2 separate regions of the Bombyx mori genome follow, and region 1 is linked to region 2. Evidence: chromatin contacts called from public Hi-C data. All regions are on one chromosome and are shown on one strand. The core of a region is the stretch at or near the end of the contact, and the rest is flanking DNA. Distances in the headings are between cores, read along the strand shown.

Evidence for each region. Hi-C and Micro-C count contacts between places; a contact is called where the count stands out from the background.
Region 1: a contact with region 2 is called in a Hi-C map of middle silk gland, with 1.9 times the contacts expected there. The contact joins two enhancer-like sites. A contact is called at or near these places in 3 of 7 Hi-C or Micro-C datasets (middle silk gland, posterior silk gland and whole pupa).

The regions. Positions count from the first base shown.
Region 1 is chr26:7,319,854-7,326,486 of ASM3026992v2, forward strand. LOC101739151 (protein C12orf4 homolog) reads right to left here. Exons shown (of 9, transcript XM_004922028.4): 2 at 5,646-5,836; 3 at 5,176-5,312; 4 at 4,404-4,628; 5 at 3,410-3,586; 6 at 2,412-2,619; 7 at 1,583-1,775; 8 at 491-609. Among protein-coding and RNA genes, the nearest start is that of LOC101739151, 3.8 kb to the right of the region's middle. Within about 2 kb of position 3,483, at least 2 of the 8 cell types and tissues checked have open chromatin away from gene starts, as enhancers often do.
Region 2 is chr26:7,142,299-7,149,146 of ASM3026992v2, forward strand. LOC733061 (actin-binding LIM protein 2) reads right to left here. Exons shown (of 19, transcript XM_062676336.1): 16 at 6,718-6,787; 17 at 5,007-5,047; 18 at 3,799-4,005; 19 at 1-2,990. The coding sequence ends at 2,877. Among protein-coding and RNA genes, the nearest start is that of LOC134201485, 15 kb to the left of the region's middle. Within about 2 kb of position 3,838, at least 4 of the 8 cell types and tissues checked have open chromatin away from gene starts, as enhancers often do.

The DNA.
Region 1 (6,633 bases), core at 2,233-4,732, 180 kb after region 2:
TGTGGGAATCGAACCCACGACCCTCGGCGCAAGCGTTAGGAGATCTAACTATTGCGGTTTTTTATCCAAAGTTTAGACTAATCCCTTAGGATGCTTTCATTATACGGTTGAGTTAAGGGCTTTCTGTATGAGTAGAAAGCGATCGTGAGGTTTCTCACCCTGAAGCCTTAACCGTTGGTTGGTTTCGTAGTGTTTCTTAAAAATTGTATCTTCAATTCTTCAAAGGACAATGCCCAAAAAATGGGCCAACTTTGTGTTAAAACTATTTGTACTTGAAAAACTATGCCTTATTTTTTCACATTGTTTAATTTATGTATCAACATTTATTTCAACCTGGCATTGCTTTACAAAAAAAAAATACTTATTTGATAACATTGAAGTCTTAATAGTTAGTTTGTTTCGTAAAGTGTTTCTTAAAAATTATGTCTTCAATCATTTAAATTCGTTTTTTTTTTTTTAATAATTATATTATGAGTATAAAACTTCTCACCTCTGATAATTCGTGTCGCAACAGCAGAGGCAGCGATATACTGGTGATATCATTACTGCAAGCCGCTTTCAGGATGTTACGTAAGCCGAGGATTACCGGATGACGAGACGTGATATCACCTGGACAACAAATCCAGATATTGACATTTCAACGATCATAACAAAGGTTCCTTGAATATATTCGCAAAGCATTAAAAATAATCTAAATGTAATTTAATAAGGAGGGAATAAATGTTCGGATTAACACAACATAAATAAGTCTTATGGAGTATTCAGATACATTTATTGTTAGGTGAGGCAAATTCTCTTACCATAAACAGGACAAGTTAATAGATGAATGTTTTAAAGAAATTTGTAAGATTTCAATTATTCAATTGAAACAACTCAACTATGCTTGTATTTTTTTACATAAAAACTAAGCAGTAAAACCTACCTACCACTATTTACTCTGCACTACTTTTGGTTGACTCGTAGAGAATGCCTTAGGTTTTAAGTCCGCTAATGTAAATTTTACATGAAGTGTAATAAATAAATAATTTTTTTTTTTAATATTTTTATTGCTTAGATGGTTGGACGAGCTCACAGCCCACCTGGTGTTAAGTGGTTACTGGAGCCTATAGACATCTACAACGTAAATGCGCCACCCACCTTGAGATATAAGTTCTAAGGCCTCAGTATAGTTACAACGGCTACCCCACCCTTCGAACCGAAACGCATTACTGCTTCACGGCGGAAATAGGCGGGGTGGTGGAACCTGCCCGTGTGGACTCCCAAGAGGTCCAACCTCCAGTAATAATAGTAATAAATAAAATTTCGGACATTCCCATATACTGTTGGTTCATAGTGCATAATGTAATTGTCTTAATAATTTTAAACAAAAATCTCTTTATCATGTTACAGTGGAGCCGTGTTATGGGAGCGTTATACAATTTAAGTTAGTGTCCAAAAATCGAACGTCACTTCAGAATTATATTCTCTCAGCGGCCGGACTATAGTCAACATGTATACACTCATATCAGAGACGCGTTACGAATAATTCAATCGTGAGGGCGATCAAAAGTGTAGAAGTTTTTTTGCGGGCGACCACACTTACCGGATCTCAGAGAAGAGTCGTCGGCAACAAGATGGAAGACAACGTGCACGTCAGCCAAGTTGCTGTGCTTAGTCAGGTATATGTCTCCAGTCTGCAGGTTTTGTCTCCATCTGTTCCTAAATGGGTTGTTGTGGGTTTGCGTGTTATTGCTGTCGTTTTGTTCTTTGCTGCGCTGAGTGTTACGGCGTTCGACCTGTATCAAGGTACTATCAATTTTAACCACATATTTTTACGTCGGTAAGAGCAACGCCATCTATCGTCGAACAGCAGAAACGAACATCAAAAGAACTAGTAAAATCGAGAACGCTCGAGAAGTACAACGCCATCTATTATCAAACAGCGGAAACGCATATCGAAACTACTCGACCTGTCAGGAATGTTCTCGATAATTCTAGGGATGTTGTACCGACTATAAAAGCGTTGCAGAGATATCACGAAGCAGTTAGTAACCGGAACTACTCGAAGCGAAACAACGAACGGATCACCTGAAGCGAAGCGGAAGAAGTGAATTATAAAGTGTAAAGTGTTCTGTGGGTGTTCTAAGTGTTAATACAGTTTTAATTTGTACTTCGGTAGAATTTTTATTTATCCTAAGCCCCAGCGCGTAACAATTTAATGTTATGAAAATTATTCTTTATTGGACAACAAAAAAAAAAATGGTAAACATAATTGTAACAATAATGAAAGAGATTAGAGGTTTAGCGGCGAACGAATAAGTATCACGTGACATCCTGTATTTTTAAGTTCATAACATAAGCGTCATAATGTAGATCACGCATAGCTGTAAGGGTAAGAACACATTATCTTTAAATAGCATTTCACTACTCACTGGCTCCTTGACTTTCTTGCTGATTTCCCGCAATTGATACTCGACGTCGTGGAAGTGATACTCCGTCGAGGACTTGGCCGCGTCCACTAGCTGTGTGGTGGGGGGCGAGGGTCGTTCAGGGGGAGACTCGCTGAGGAGAATCACCGCTGATAGTTCCGATGAATACAACGATAGGGAAGTTTGGAGGCGACGTGACGATTCTGTAGGGCTGGACAAAAAATATTGAGAAAGGATTAATCTCAAAGGGTACAAATAAGTTGTGATTTTTTTTGGGGGCTACATGAGTCAATCAGCTCACAGCCCACGTGATGTTAAGTGGTTACCGGAGCCCACCTCGAGATATGAGTTCTAAGGTCTCAGTTTTTACAGTACAGCGGCTGCCCCGCCTTCAAGCCGAAACGCATTACTGCTTCACGGCAGAAATAGGCAGGGCGGTGGTACCTACCCGTGCGGACTCACGAGACGCCCTGCCACAGTAATTACGCAAATTATAATTTTGTGAGTTTAATTTTTATTATACGATGTTATGGTGCATGGTTGTAATGAGCCTTACAACCAGTAAATGTCAGTTGGCTATTTTTATTTATTTTTTATTGCTTAGATGGGTGGACGAGCTCACAGCCTACCTGGTGTTAAGTGGTGGTTACTGGAGCCCATAGACATCTACAACGTAAATGCGCCACCCACCTTGAGATATAAGTTCTGAGGTCTCAGTATAGTTACAACGGCTGCACCACCCTTCAAACCGAAACGCATTACTGCTTCATGGCAGAAATAGGCAGGGCGGTGGTATCTACCCGTGCGGACTCACAAGAGATCCTACCACCAATAAATGCGATGTAAAGGCGATGTCGGTATTTTGTTAGGAAAAGCTCACCCACTCTCATGTGAATCTCTGGGTCGCTCTTTACGACCTCAAAAGGAAGAGACAACGCGGTGCTACTCCAGATCACCGCACAGCCAAAACGACTCAAGAACTCTGTAGGCCAGGAACTTACTTGTCATGATCAACATTGCACAGGTCGAGCAGGTCCATAGCGACAATGCGAATGTTGTGCGTCTGTTTGAGTTGACTTCCGAGGTGTATGGTGAAGCTTTCTTCAAGACGAGGTCGGGTTGGAGCCTCGGGTAGGGATGAGCATGGAGACGGCGAGAATATACCCAGCGGAGAATTGCTGTGTATTTGTTAAAATCAAATATCAGAGAACCGGACTCCGATAACTATTTCCTTAGCGATGTGGGGTAAAAAAAAATTTTTTTATTCCTTAGATGGTTAGACGAGCTCACACCCGGTGTTAAGTAGTTACTGGAGCCCATAGACATCTACAACGTAAATGCGCCACTCAGCTTGAGATATAAGTTCTAAGGTCTCAGTATAGTTACAACGGCTGCCCCACCCTTCAAACCGAAACGCATTACTGCTTCACGGCAGAAATAGGCGGGGTGGTGGTACCTACCCGTGCGGACTCACAAGAGGTCCTACCACCAGTGAAAAGGCCAGGCCAGTATACCTCATATTTAGCAGTTAGTGAAATCTATAGATACCAGAATATGGTGCTCTACTTGTATTGATCTTAGAGTGATGTTATGTAGCCTATAGCCTTCCTCAATAATTGGGCTATCTAACACTGAAAGATTTTTTTTAATCGGACCGGTAGTTCCTGGGATTAGCATGTTGAAACAAACAAACTCTTCAGCTTTTATTTGTATATTAGTATAAATTACGGTAAGCTAAAAAAATTGTCTTTTGAGTCAACATTTAAAAATATGTAGAATATAATATGATTACCATTTGAAGAATGTAAAAAATGGATGTTCTTATCTTTTTTTTTTAAACTACAGTTATATTTTGAGGTCTTACACAAAAAGTTATTAATTCAAAACTTGAGGCAAGCATAGTAATTATTAGTAGAAAAAAATTATATAATGAAAATTTAAAATGCTTTTAAAGTAATAACAGTTAGTGGACTGTTTTGATTTGTAATTGTCTACCTTGGTGTATGCAAGGCTGATGTGGTCTGGTACTCCTGCAAAGTCGCCATTAGCCATGCTCTGTGATGTGTTCTTTGCGTTTGACACAAGGCGTCCAGCTGAGATCCCCATCGGCCTGAAACTAAGGCTTGCTCTTCAAACTGCTGGGTGGCTAATTCATTGATCTCAACTTCTGTGGTTGAAGTGTTCAGAAGACGTACTTTTTCTTCCATTTCTTCAGTTTGTCTGGTTATGAGATGAATGAGAAATATTAGTTTTTTTATTGATCATTTTAAAATTTGTCCCTTAATTAATGTATTAATACTGTTTTTGCAAAATATAAATTAATATTACAATATAGCAATGTATTATGAAATATCTGCATTCATATTCTCACAGATATAACGAAGGGCAAAAGAATATTTACAATATTATAAAAATTAAAATATTTTTACTAACAATCACGCCACGTTAACTGGTCCCGTGATAAGTTCGTAAAGAACTTGTGTTACAGGTACCAGAATGATAACGGATATAAATGTAAGATTTTTATTATACACATACATATATTTAATATACATCCATAACCCTGGAAAAGACATTTATATTTATCATACAAATATCTTCCCTTGGCGGGATTCGAACCCGCAACCCCTTTGTGTAGTGACCATGTCACTTACCACTACACCAGACGGGCGTTAAATTATATTCAATCATAAATTTTGTTTAACGTACATTTTTTTTTTTTATATTTCACCTTGTTATTTTAGTTGGATGACAGTGAAAAACTTACTTTTGTGTCAGTTTTACGATATCATCATCTCTATTCTTTAAGGTATTCATAACGGTTTTGGCATAGGAGTTTTCTACTTGTAGAATGGTCTCCAGAGCTGGTGAGTGAACTAATTTGTGGTATGCTACTGCAAATACCTGGTTAAAAAATAGCATTAACACAAATAATTTCAGAACTATGAAAATAACTGGAGATCCAACTTATTTTAATTTACTGGTGGTAGGACCTCTTGTGAGTCCGCGCGGGTAGGTACCACCTATTTCTGCCATGAAGCAGTAATGCGTTTCGGTTTGAAGGGTGGGGTAGCCGTTGTAACTATACTTGAGACCTCAGAACTTATATCTCAAGGTGGGTGGTGCATTTACGTTGTAGATGTCTATGGGCTCCAGTAACCAGTTAACACCAGGTGGGCTGTGAGCTCGTCCATCCGTCTAAGCAATAAAAAATATATAAAAAAAGACGTTTATTACCTCTTCATCTGGGGTTCCTTTTTGTTCTGCGAATTCCACAACGTTCTCTTTAAAGAGCTTTTCCCATTTTTGAACAACATCATCTAAGTTTATTTCATTATTCTTTAGTTTGTTCAATAATTCTTCATCTCTTTCGTTGTGAAATCTTTTTGTTTCGTCAGCTACAAATTCTGATAGTCTATCGTTTAATTCTAAAATAATTTATTGAAATGAGTACTTTAAAGCTGTGAGCGTTTAAGATGATTTTAAGACTAGTTTTTTTATTGGCGCTGATGTGCTTACAAGCCATCTGATTATATATATTTATATCGAGGGGTAAATGGCTGTTTGGTTTAAGCGCCATTTTGCTTAATATGCAGCATTTATATTTGTGATTAATTTGGTATTAGCATAGTGTTTTATTTGTTATTAGCATCAATATTTCGATGTTTTAAATTGAACTTCAATTGATTTTACTCCTTTGAAACAGTTGAAGAAATTTTTCATTATGACAATATTTCCAAATTATAAATTTTAAATGGCTTTCATGTAAAGTTGCAAAAATGTTGTTTAAACCAAATAGTATTTCACCCCTCAATATAAACATAACTGTTCCCCATTAAATCACCCCAAGTTTAGATATTTTCTGGCATTCTTCTATTGGCCACACACATACAAGACATGAAAGTACTCTCTCTCTGAATAGTTTATTTATTAAACAAAGATACTGACTCCAAATGCAATTCAAACCTGAACCTAAAGTATTACTATATCAATGAGGCCATTCATAGCAAATGTGGTTGCTTTAAATTGTGATAACAGCCATCCCTACATTGAGGACAAAATCATTGATTACTTGGAGACAAATGGGTGACAAGATAGAAGTAAAAACTGTGAGTTTATTTTCCCATTACAGGTACTAACATTTTGAAGTGGTATACTGTTTGATTCAAATTTGCATGTCATTTATCAAGTCAACACTTTGTGAACTCTTGAGCCTGTCTAACTA
Region 2 (6,848 bases), core at 2,588-5,087:
AAAAACAATTTAGTAAAATTCTGCATTACTTATAAAACGCTGCTTTCAACATCCTATTTCAGTTATATCGATTTATATAACTTTTAATATAAACTGTCTGAATTATATTTTTTATTAGAAAGCAGCATTTTTTCAGTAACACAAACACACACACACAACCTCGCACACCCTTAACCAGTCACTTTTAGGAACATTACTATTATCTATTGAAACAATGAAGTTATACTACTATTCATAATTTGAATTATCGACTAAGAACCGTGTCATTCGATAGGGAATCTATATAATTCGACTAATTGTTTTGTATCTAGCACCGTGAGCATGTGGATATTGCAAAACTATTACTTTTATTTAGCATCATTATACCGTTCAGTTTGTTCCTAATACGAACGCACGAAGAAGCTATTCTTAAATCTAAATACGTACAACTAAGCCCCGAATTAAAAACTAAAGAAAAATATATATCTTACATATATGTATTATATTTGGTTCTCACTAAATTAATCATTACACGCTTTAGCACGCATCACAATGAAATATATATATATATCATTCTTTACTACAGTAATATTATTATACAAAGGCATCGATATAATCAGACATGAGCTCGGTAATTCATTTTTCTTTCATAAAGTTGGCAACACTCGTGAAAGCAAAATATTTTCTAATCAAATATTGGTCACACTTGTAAGAAAGCTACAGACTGTGGCTATAAGGTATTGTAACCATTGGACGTAAATAAATTTAAAAAAAAAAGCTACAGACTGTCGCTTTATGGATACAATATTTGTGATATGGGGATATGATGACGTCACACACAGATGATATTTTAATTTAGTCACATGATAAGGTACTGTTACTTGTACTCCAAATTGATATATTTATTTTACAATACCATTGATAATGTATGTATTTGTTTATGAATCACGGCCAAAAATATTTATTTTATACCTCATTGTGCACCAGAATGTCATCGGTCCCAGAGCTTACTTCGTCCACAGAAGTCATCTCGATTAAATACATATGTTACAAAGCAATTTGACAGAGTTCTTTAATTAAATGGTTCTAGAATTAACTAGCATTTTATGAACTGCGGAAAAGGTCCAAATTAGAATAGCAGCCAACTTTATGAGAGCAAAACTAATTGACACCAATCCACAGAGTTACTTAGTAACGTTTTCTGTCGCTTATTTATTGATTAGCAGTCGCAACATAAATATAGTTACAAATAGAAAATATTTTAAAAATTCATTTCTCTAAGCTTAAACTCAGAGTAAAAAGATATAAACAAAAATAAATAAATCAAATTTACGATCAGTTCAATAGTTTTTTTCTTCTTTTTTAATTAGCCATTCTAAATGTTTCAGACTAGACAAACAAAAAAACCTTAGGCTATATATTATATAATTCTAGTACATATTTATGTTGCAACCGATACATTCATATCTTTCTATTGTTTAAAGACATACAAAATTCAGCTCAGTTACACACACACAATACATATATATGTATATGCCATACGGCACACCATTAGACATTTCATAAATCAAAATTACGTCCAATGAATCTTTGTAGGCACGCACACATCTAACTAATTGAACGCCAATTTCAAAATATTCGTACATATATAAATATATATATTTTTTACGAACATACTGTTTAATGATAAATAAATATTTATCCTACTATATGTTCCTATTCTATCACGAATGGTGCGTTAGCTATGTTTTCTTCTGACCTATTATATTTTTTAGTGTTGCATTTTTGTCAATATCTCTATATCCAATTTATAAATATATACTTTAGAGAACAGCATTCAAATATTATGATTATTCTTTGAACTCTCGTCACACATTCACACAGAATAAATCTATAATTTTTTTATGTTTAAATTAAATGAATATATTAATATTATTATGTATCTGAAGTTATTATAATATCGTCGTTATGAAATAGGATTCGTATTTTCACATAATTCACGATCGATTTGAATGGAGTTTCCAATGAAGATCGTTCACTGTGCATCACTAGCCAAAGACGTGAAGTTCTTAATTCAAAGTGAAGTCCACACATTACTTAGAAATCTCAGATTCGTAAGTATCGTGATAATATATTTATCTCTCAAAATACGGCCGTAGATCGTTTGTTTATAATATCAAAACCAATAAATGTCTAATTCGTTTTATTCTCACTGCACACTACATAAAAACCACACGTGCAATTTACATGTTATATAATGTCAATTGAAATTTTCGACCGAAAAATGTTTTGTGGATTTGTAACTTTGTATCCCTGTGCTTGATATTTACGAATAAACGTAAAAATTGAAAATAACAACTTCTCTATACTTTTGCTCGGGTACACGAAAAATATAGGTTACATCGAAATAAATAAAATGGAAAAAAAAAACGTTAAAAACAAGGACAACTCAATTCGTCTTATTAAATATAAAAATTATGCAAAACTAAAGCGCACGCCGTGCACGCAACGGCTCGTCTAAAATTAAATCTTAGCTTTATAAAATAACATAGGCACGCATTCTTTCCAATCGAATGAATGATTACAAATAAATAATCTTGATATTTTAAAACCAATTGTGAAGATGATACTTTGTACAACATCCTTATTAATTTTTTAAAACGATAGTTTCTTCCTTCAAAATAAACATTTTTGGGGATAGCCTTTAATTCAGTCTGATAATTGAAATGATCTTGTACGTTTCAAAGAACTATCTATATTCTAAAACTATCGTTTTTTTTTTATCATTTGCTTTCTTGTGTCAATAATATCGACAAATGAAAAGTGTACAAAGTACCAACTTCAGTTCCTAGATGGCGCTGTCGCGAGTGAATCGCTCGTTCGAGTAGACGAATGTTCTAGAAGAGGCGAGCCCGTCGTTTGAGTTCGTTTCGGCGCCACTGCGGCAAGCGGTAGAAGTCTTGCCGGTTGATCTGGAGAATGGCTTCGAATTCGGCGTCCGAGAGATGTCGCTGTTAATATATTTTTTTTATATTAGAATACAATGAAGTTTGTGACAAACACTGAGATCCATGAAGCCATGAACATGAGAACTGTTAAGGAAGAGATAAGGTTGACAGGTACTAAGTACAGAACTCGGCTGGAAAACCACCGCAATAGCATTCACAAAAGTAAGTTACATCAAATGACTGAAACGTCATGATATACAGGGAGTTGGTGACAGATGGTGATCAATGAGGAGTCTCCTGGTGAGGAGCTTCTTCGACGCGATGGCACACACAACGCATCTGCTCATAGTCCAGGACTGATCGCAGATAGGCACATAAAAATAATAATAATAATAATAATATTAGAATGCGTAATTATGAAATTGACATTTCTAATCTGAAATCTGTTTTAAATTGATCCACCAACGTCTCTAGAACCAGTCTTTGTCCACTTCAAGTAAGCAACAACGCATAGTGTTTTTTGGTTAAGTGGGGTTCTACAATTAACAGTAATAGGATAGGTACCACCCCGCGTATTTCTCAGTTTGAAGGGTGGGGCAGCCGTTGTAACTATACTGAGACCCTAGAACACATATCTCAAGGTTAGTGGCGGTATTTACATTGTAGATATCTATGGGCTCCGGTAACCACTTAACATCAATCAGGTGGGCTGTGAGCTCGTCCACACATCTAAGCAATAAAAAATTATAACTTTTATATTATTGCCCTTGTAGGCGAGCTTACAGCCCACCCGATGGTGAGTGTTTACCGTCGCCCATGGACTTCAGCAATGCCAGGGGCAGACTCAAGCCGCTGCCTACCGTCTACCTACCTCTAAGTTAAGCCTGTCGACGTCGGGCGGCAGCCTGTAGTTGGTGATGAGCAGCAAGTGGTAGGGGTAGAGCTTGGCCGGCTCGTGCAGGAGATGCGAGGTGGCCATGTTGGGGAGGGAGCGGCGCACGCCCCCCACCCCGCCGCGCACCCCCACCCCCGACCCCAGCGTGCTCACCCCGCGGACCACTATACCCGCTTCGGTTGTCTGCGCAATCAAATACGATGCATAATGAGCTTTCCGTTATTTCTACTAACAATAAACATTTACTGGTGGTAGGACGTCTTGTGAGTCCGCGCTGGTAGGTACCACCGTCCCCCGCTTATTTCTGCAGTAATGCGTTTCGGTTTGAAGGGTGGCGCTGCCGTTGTAACTCTACTGAGACCTTAGAACTTACTCAAGCTAGGTAGCGGCGTTTACGTTGTGAATGTCTATGGGCTCCGGTAACCGCTTAACACCAGGTGGGTTGTGAGCTCATCCACCCATCTCAGCAATAAAAAAAAACAATTCTTGTCAGAGTTCAAACAGTAAGCAGAGCTGATAAACATCAGAACGCGGATGCCGTAAATTTATATATTTGACTGAGCATTTTTTTTAATGTGTTATGTTTCGACAGAAAAGCGCATCTTCATTTTAATTCTAATTACTTTTATACGGATTCAAATGTGATCAAGAAGAGATTCTCGATTCATTTCTGGATCACAGAGCTAACAGCCCACCCGGACTAACCACTAAGTTTATTGGAGCTTATGATCATCAGAATGCGAATGCAGTCTTATCCATCTTGAGGCACTAAGTCTTAGTCTCCCTTATATTGTGTTCACATCAGCACGTATGACTGCTTCGCGACAGAAATATGCAGGATGGTTATCTTATCCCTTGCGAGTTTACAAATTGTTCTACCACCGGTAAATTTCCTTGTGGTCAAGTTGTTTTTTTTGTCATTTTCTTTTTTAGGTATGTTATATAATTTTCTTTCATAACTTTTAATAATTTTTCTCGTCTTTAATAAAATAAATAAAAATCATTTAATTCAGACCATCTTAAGCCTATATGTTGTAAGTAGTTGTAAGTATACTTATAACTATGTTAGTAAAATTATAATTAAAATTAAATATACCAAAATTATTAAAACATTTAATACATTAAAATAAATAATTTGTTCGTATTATATCAGAAAATAATGTTTAAATTTTAAATGAACTTACCACAGCACTTCTATCCACATCGGTTATGGAGCCGGCAGAAACTGTAAGAATACATTTTTACACATCACTACAGCATCTACTTTAAAAAAATAATCTTACATTGATACTAATAAATTTTTAATTAGTGTATAAAGTGCTTATTTGTGTTAGTTATCTTTTACGAGAATGTTTTAAAGCTGGGATGTGTTGCGATTTGTTTATTGCATGATTAATAACACAAATGAAACGTATGGTGTCTACAAATATATTAAAATTGCATTTTGAATTTTGATTCGGATGAAAATAATTAACAGTCTAGATTTGAAGTCTGCAGCTAAATCATACATTGCTTTCCACATCAATGATGTTGGCTCCAGTTTTATTAAAACTCTCATAAAATGAATTTTCCGTTCGCAGTCAGTTGAAATTAACTTTTAATTTTAATTTTTTTTATTGCCCTTGTAGGCAGACGAGCATACGGCCCACCTGATAGTGAGTGGTTACCGTCGCCCATGGACTTCAGCAATGCCAGGGGCAGAGCCAAGCCGCTGCCTACCGCAAACTGTCCATATTTCATGTTAATAAAAAAATCCTAACCGAGTCCGTGTCATACATGTAGATAAAAATATAATAATTTTGTGACATTGTTAATAAAATGTTAACTTTATTTTAATTATTAAACTACAGCAAATGCAGATTATATTTAGTGCATTTTTTTTTGTTTATTAATACGACATTTTTAAAATGAAGTATGAAGTTTCTTTGCCTTTACTATTATCGTGATCCTCGGATTCCGAATAAAATTTACAATCAAAATCAACTCTCCAGGATGTTTAGAAATAATTTGCAAAATTACATCGTAATGTTTGTTTGATTTAAGAAAGAGAGTCCATAAAGACATGATGAAAAGTAAAGTCAATTTATGATTATTCACGTAAAAATTCTATTAATGAAAACTATTGGTACATATAATAAATACTATGAATAAGCGCTTTGCGGAAGGCGGGATTCCAAAGTGAAAACTAAAAAATGTTGTTTGTCTCTTTCTCGCTTAAGCTTTATGCGTACGTTTGTCTCTCTCCGGCAAGCGAGGCGATACTACTTACTGCACAGATCCGTCCGCACTGCGCGCAAAAAACAACCCAAATCTTAATAGAATACGTGCTAATAAGAATCATTATTCTTTGATATAATTTAATATAAATGTTACAATTGGCAACATTGGTCATTCAACGTGTATCGCCGCAGTAAGAAGTGGAAATAGGATATATATTTCGATTACGTAATTTTTTTTTTTTTTGTACTCAGTTAAAAAAATCGAAATACATTAAAAATTATAACACAGAAAACATATGTGCAAAAAGCCGACCTAAGCTCAGAGATTGTTTTTTTTCAACAAACCCGAAATAACGATAGAATATATAAAATATGTACTTTGAATTTATACTATACAAAATAATGTAAGAAGATAGTTAGAATTTTTTTTGATGTCAACGCCATACACACCAACCATCCAAATAAAAAAATATAGTATGAAATCCTAATATGTCAGATAAAACCTATACATATATATATATATATATATATATATATATATATATATATATATATATATATATATATATATATATGTATAAATGTGTATAAATATATATATACACGTTAAATTTATTGTGTGTACCTACATTTTTATAGTTCTTGTCCCAAAATAATATAAAAAGGAGGTACATACTATCTGATTTGCCGCTGCTGAAGTCGGTGCTATGAGTTTTATCTCCCATGCCGCTGAATGTGAAGTCACCCTGTAATTACATTAATACAATGACTGCCTATCACAAATACTTAATATTTGGTATTTTAAAA